Linked DNA regions of Rattus norvegicus: region 2 is linked to region 1. A link is a contact called in public Hi-C data. All regions are on one chromosome and are shown on one strand. The core of a region is the stretch at or near the end of the contact, and the rest is flanking DNA. Distances in the headings are between cores, read along the strand shown.

The links. Hi-C and Micro-C count contacts between places; a contact is called where the count stands out from the background.
Region 2: a contact with region 1 is called in a Hi-C map of prefrontal cortex, with 2.5 times the contacts expected there. The contact joins two enhancer-like sites. A contact is called at or near these places in 4 of 12 Hi-C or Micro-C datasets (frontal cortex, liver, mammary epithelial cells and 1 more).

The regions. Positions count from the first base shown.
Region 1 is chr3:39,297,928-39,301,040 of GRCr8, reverse strand. No RefSeq gene overlaps it. Among named protein-coding and RNA genes, the nearest start is that of Dab2ip, 13 kb to the left of the region's middle. Within about 2 kb of position 1,695, at least 11 of the 93 cell types and tissues checked have an H3K27ac peak or open chromatin away from gene starts, as enhancers often do. A contact at or near this core is called in prefrontal cortex, where this site is marked.
Region 2 is chr3:39,466,798-39,469,910 of GRCr8, reverse strand. It overlaps Dab2ip (DAB2 interacting protein), which reads right to left. Exons shown (of 16, transcript NM_138710.4): 9 at 1,634-1,870; 10 at 1-62. Among named protein-coding and RNA genes, the nearest start is that of Dab2ip, 160 kb to the right of the region's middle. Within about 2 kb of position 1,495, at least 7 of the 93 cell types and tissues checked have an H3K27ac peak or open chromatin away from gene starts, as enhancers often do. A contact at or near this core is called in prefrontal cortex, where this site is marked.

The sequences.
Region 1 (3,113 bases), core at 446-2,945:
GAGGCTGGCACCTGTGTAAAGCCGGGCCTAGGGTGAGGGGCAGGTTCATCCCCTTCAGGGGCAGATGGGATTGAAATATATATGCCTACAGGCAGCACCAGGAGACAGAGAAGGTGGAGAAGTCTAAGGAAGTAAGCCTGGCCTTAGAGGATGGGAATGAGAAGAAACTGCCCAAGAAGGGGAACAAGCCGGCATGTGGTAGGAGATGACTCAGGAGCAGGGGACCCCCAAAGCTGGGAATTCAATAAGGATAATGCACTTGGCACTTAGGCGGTGGCGAGAGGCCATAGGGTAAGGACCAAATGCCATCTGCAATCAAAAGGTAGACCATGAGCAAGGGCCACACGGTGTCAACAAGATGAGAACAAGGGAAGCTCTGCTGATTGTGGGAACCTCACAGAGTGACACTAAATCAGCGAGGGCTTCCTGAAAGAACGGTGGTGTGAACAGAAACTGAAGGAATTTACACACATCCCCTAGAAACAGAGGTGGCCGCCCCGGGTGGGGGAGCAAAATGAACTCAGGAAAGGAAGAACCACAGCATGTCATTTGAGGAACTGAAAAAGATAGACAGGAAATGAATTACCTCACAGGATCCTAGGAGTCACAGAGCATTGGTGGCGGGTGGGTGATGGAGTCCACCCCGAGATAGACTGTGGGGGAGAAACAGGTAGAGAATAGATATAGTCAGGTGACAGAATGCAGGGACATTCTCTGGAAGCTGTCTATAACCAGTACGTCAGTGGGGGCTACATGCTGGGTCTAGTCGGCGTGTGCTGGAAAGAGACCAGGCTGATGGATACCTATCTTGTGTGTTGACTTCAGTCTGATCCAGAGAGAGCTGTATGTCAGGAGCCCTGGAAGCGCCTTTACCATGTCTCTGGGTTCCCCTAAAGGACCCCCCGCCGCCAGGCAGTGACTGTTTTCCAGCCTTGGTACACAGTGCAGGGACATGTGAGAGCCTGCTGGGTGCCCCAGGTCCTGGCACAGGAGAGAGGCGATGATCCAGGCAGACAGGCTCTGGGTTCCCATAGAGCCCTGCCCAACATATGGCCAGAATCCGGCGTAGCGTTGGGGAGGGAGGGAGCTGGAGAGAATTCCAGAAGGACGCAGTATTTATGCTACAGGAAGTGGAAGAGCGTTCACAAGAACGGGAGCAATGAGTGACAGACAGAAGGGAGGAAAGGGATCTAAGGAGTCGGAGCATGGGTTGATTCCTGGAAGCCCATGAGTCCCAGAAGCCAGCTTCGGAACTTGACTTTCTTCTAAGGGTGGTAGGGAGCTGTGGAAGGTCCTGAGCAGACATCGCTTGCTCAGGGACTGAGGTCAGAGGCCCCAGTTTCCGTGCAGAGGGAGCCAGGACCAACCACTTCGCCACAGACCCCCCCCTCTCTTACAGTTAACTCCCGTCACAGGCGAGGTGGGCCACGATGGCTTCCGCTCCTGCAGAACCTAGAACTCAGTACCTCGAAAGCAGATCCTGAAGGTCATACAGGCTTGACCAGAGTATCGACGCTTGTCACTAGCAGATGTGAAGCTATTTGACTCACAGCAGCAGGAGCCACCCATGGGGTCTGCTGACTTACTGAGAGTCTACTCCAAATGCCACCTACTGAGGCTGTCGGCAGGATGCTGAGGAAATAAATCTGTTCTCTAAGACACCCCACCCCTTCTCTCCATGGTCCAGGGGCTGGAAGCAGTCGGCAGCCTAGCAGCGCCACCGTGTGGTCGAGCTGGGCCAGCACAACAAGGCGGTTCCGCTCGGAGCCAGGACATTTGTTTGTTTTGCCCAACCAGAAAGGTGCTCTAAGCCCTGGGTTCCATTCCCAGTCCTCTTTTCACTTTCCTTTTCCTTTTTCTTTAAAAACTCTTTTTGAGACAAAGTCTCCTTAAATTGCCTAGGCTGGACTTGAACTCACTCTGTAGCACAGACAGGCCTTGAACTCAAAATCCTCCTGTTTCAGCCTTCTAAGTAGCCGGGGTTACAGACATGTACCACCAGGCCCAGCTAAGGACACTTAATTATATAAAGATTCTCATGATGTATTTTCAACCTACTTCTTCAACATTATCATTGGTCTGTTGGTGATTGGCAAGTATTAGGTAATATTTATCTAATGCAAATGTATAAATGACATGGATTCTATGAGACAAAAATAGACATTTTTTTTTCAGAATTATCATCTCTTATCTGCCAAGTTAAACACGGATCATACTTTGTCAAATAGGCTTCAGTGTTTTTTCTACAGAACATGGTGTGTGTGTGTGTGTGTGTATGTGTGTGTGTATGTAGTGTGTGTGTATATATATATGTGTGGTCCCAACCATCTGTAATGAGATCTGATGCCCTTCCCTCTTCTGGTGTGTGTCTGAAGACAGTGTACTTATATATAATAAATAAATAAATCTTTAAAAAAATGTGTTTGTGGGCCAGGCAGCGGTGGCACACACCTTTAATCCCAGCCCTTGGGAGAGAGAGGCAGGCGGATCTCTGAGTTTGAGGCCAGCCTGGTCTGCAGTGTGAATCCCCCGATGGCCAGTCCTAAAGAGAAAAACCCTGTCTCAGAAAAAAAAAAATGTGTGTGTTTGTGTTTGTGGTATGCAAGGGCTGTGTGTGCGCTCTCACCTGTGGGAGTGTACATCTGTAGGCACACATATGGAGCCTGAGGCAGACATTGGGAATCTTCCTTCACTCTTCTTCACTGAGGCAGGGTCTCCCAGCTGAACCCGGACCTTGGCCACGTGGTAGTTTGCTTAAGCAGTGTCTCGGTTAGGGTTTGACTGCTGTGAGCAGACACCATGACCAAGGCAACTCATATAAGGACAGCATTCAATTGGGGCTGGCTTACACGTTCAGAGGTTCAGTCCATTATCATCAAGGGAGGGAGCAGGGTAGCATCCAGGCAGGCCTGGTGCAGGAGGAGCTGAGAGTTCTACATCTTCATCTGAAGGCTGCTAGTGGAAGAATGGCTTCCAGACAGTGACACACCCACTCCAACAGGGCCACACCTCCAAATAGTGCCACTCCCTGGGCAAAGCACATTCAAACCACCACAGGCGGCTTGATCCAGCAGTCCCCTATAGCTACTTTTGGGTTTTTTTTTCTTTTTTTT
Region 2 (3,113 bases), core at 246-2,745, 170 kb before region 1:
TGGTCCACTCGTGCTCCAGGAACTGGTTCATGAATGACATGTATTCCTCTTTGCTGCCAAACCTGGACAGAAAAGGGCAGCCAAGATAAGGGCCCCTTAGTTGAGTCAGATCTCATCTCCTTCCTCACCATGGCTGCTGCCAATCAAGGTTCTGAGTTGCTAGGGTCTTCTCAAGGCCAAGACCACTCTACCCTTTGCAGGAACTAAAGTAACTAGTGTTCATGTTTCCTCTAACACTGCCCCTTATGGGCCCTGCCTCTTTTCCTGCAGACGGGAAAGCCCAGTACATAGGTCAATTTCAGATCCACACTTGGCCCAGTTGAGGTTTTGGGGTCATCAGGGACACCCCCCTCAAGCCCTGTCTCCTCCTCCAAATTTCCCTTTCCCAAGGGAAGAGACCACCGAACAAGTCAGAGGCTTGGCAGTGGTGTCAGCTCTCCTTCATTTTCTCCAAATGACAAGGCCTGCTGACCTGATCTTGTCACCTACTATCTGTCCCTGTGCCACTGCCTCCTTTAGCCAGTGCCCATCATTTTTAACTGAAGTCTGGCTATAGCCTCCCTCAGTCTCTCCTTACCAGACATACCTTGTTCAGTGGAGATCCTTTGCAGAGGCCAGAGGAGGTAAGGGCCATGCTGTATGGTCCACCTCTATACCGTGTGGCCTTCAGGTTCCTGTAGCCCTCATCAGTTACTTCCTGTCTCTCCCAGCTTTGTCTTGGTGACCTAGATGCCTTTGGTACCAGGCTTTACCATCAAGCCAGCTTCTGTTTCTTGTCTGAGCTAGATGATTGGTCTTCCTGTCTTTTCTCCCCAAAGCCTTTGCTCTCCTGAGACTTTGGCATCGTCTTGGCCCCACCCTTCTCTCCACTGCACTTGCCTCCCACACTCACAGTCAAGGCCCAGCACCGACAGACCTAGAAAAGGGCTCGATCCACAACTGTGAACTAATGACAGGATTACCCAGCCCTGCCACTTTATCTACACTGTCTAAACTGGCAGCCAAGGGGCTTAGAGATGCTCAGTGGTTGAGAGCATAGGCAGAGGACCCAGATTCAATTTCCAACATCCACACAGTATTTCACAGCCATCCCTAATCTGGTTTCTGGGCGTCTGATGCCCTCTTCTGACCTCTGTGGGCACCAAGCACTCATGTAGTATACAGACATACACGGAGGCAAAAACTCACACATAAAATGATTAAATCTTAAAAAAAAAAAAAGAACTTTACACAGCCCAAACCACCAGATGTGCTTTACAGGTAATCATCCTGGCAGTATTAACCCAAGTGCCCAGCTACCCAGGAAATCAGCCATTCCCTACAAAGTGGAGCTCGGTGCTCAAAGACAGACTCGAAGCCTTATGGCACTTTATGATAATGTGTTAACTCAAATACGCAGAAGGGAAAAATATCTTGTCTTCCCACCTTTAAAATCCAAAGAAGCATTCCAAAACGGCACTGCACTACTGGGAGGGTGGCTGTGGAGGAGGTTTTATTCTGAAGCAAGTGGCTGTGGGGAGGCTGAGGGAGACAGGGATAAAACCAAGGCCCACTGCACTAGCCTGGGTCAAGAGCACACACACCCCAAGTTTCTGTCCCTGTCTACTTCAACCCCATGGGATGAAACACTCACTTGGCAAAGTTGGCCAGGTTCTGGGTAACTTTGGCGATGAGCGTGAGGGTGCGAGCTGTGCGGTCGTCAGGATACTCCTGAAGCAGGTTGAAGAGCGAGGGCGACATGATGGCAGGGCACAGGAAGCGAAGGAAGAGGGAGGCGCTAATGAGTCGTTCACTGATATCAGGCCGGCCGCGGCTGCTACACTCCTGCCGCCATGAGGCGAACACCTCTTTAAGTTCCCGAGGGAAGACACTGCACAGGAACAAAGATGGGCCTGGGGGGTCAGGTAGGGCCTTGGACAGTTCAGGGCCAGATCTGTTTCTGAGTCGCATGGAACCCCGATTCCCAAACCCACACCTATGCTGATGGTGGAACGAGCTCAGGGCTCTGCAGCCAAGCCGGATGACTGTCCACTAGGCAGAGATGTGTGCTGGGCAGTGCTGCCATGCACTCTAAGACACTGTGGGGGACACAGCCAGCACAGGGTGGGCAGAGAGGCTGCTCAACAGACAGGGTAGGTTCAGTGAAGGGTCCAAGTGCACTAAGCATGAAGGCTGGCGGAACTGGAATACAACAGCTCTTCCCCAGGAGAAAGACATCTTTCTGTTCCAACATTAGGCTTCTGGGTCCAGAAGCATGAAGAAAACAAAACCACAGGGCAGACAGATGCTGTTCCTTGGGCTCCCACTTCAGGCTATCGAGACTCATATCGAGACCCTGCCTGAATGATGTCACAGGAATCTGGGTTTTCCACAGAGCTCAAAATGACTGAGCAGGGGAGTACCCCCAGCTAGTGAGAACACTGTGGTGGACTCGCTGGGGAGACGAATAAAGACTTTCCTAGGGTGACAGTTACGAAGGCACAGCGGGCACCACCTTCCCTGCCTTTTCACCCTAGGGCAGACCAGACCCAGTGCTCCCTGGACCTAATATACTACTGGCTCTGTCCTGAGCCCAGCAGGCAGGGCATGTGGCAGAATGAGGCAGAATCAGCAAAGTCGCCTATGAACAGGGGCAGGCAGCCCTCCAGCCTGATGCTTGAGCCAGGTGATGTCTACTGACGTCTTGTCCAGGAGAAAAGCCTGTCCCAGATGCAGAAGGAAGAAACAGAGACTGTCCACACAAGGTCTTCCCCATGGAATGAAGGGCAAAGGCTGAGAATACAGCCTAGCAGGGAGATGACAGTGTGTTCTAAGGGTGCTCAAGACTCTACAGTTGTCCCCCTACCCCAGAGGGACATCTCATGCAACACAAGCTGAGGGACTGGGACAGGAGGGTACTATCGCAAGCACTGGCCACTGACCCCTTTCTAAGGCCACTGCTCATCTAGTAGGCTTGCCTCTGTGTATCCTTTGGGAAAAGCAAACACTTCCTGTGCCAGCTCTGAGCTGGTGCTCCTGGCTGCAAGGGTATGGATGGTTGGGTGACATGAAGGGTTCCACGGGGGGTGGGGGTGGGGGCATAAAGCCTTAGGGCCAGACCATGTAAGGCCAAA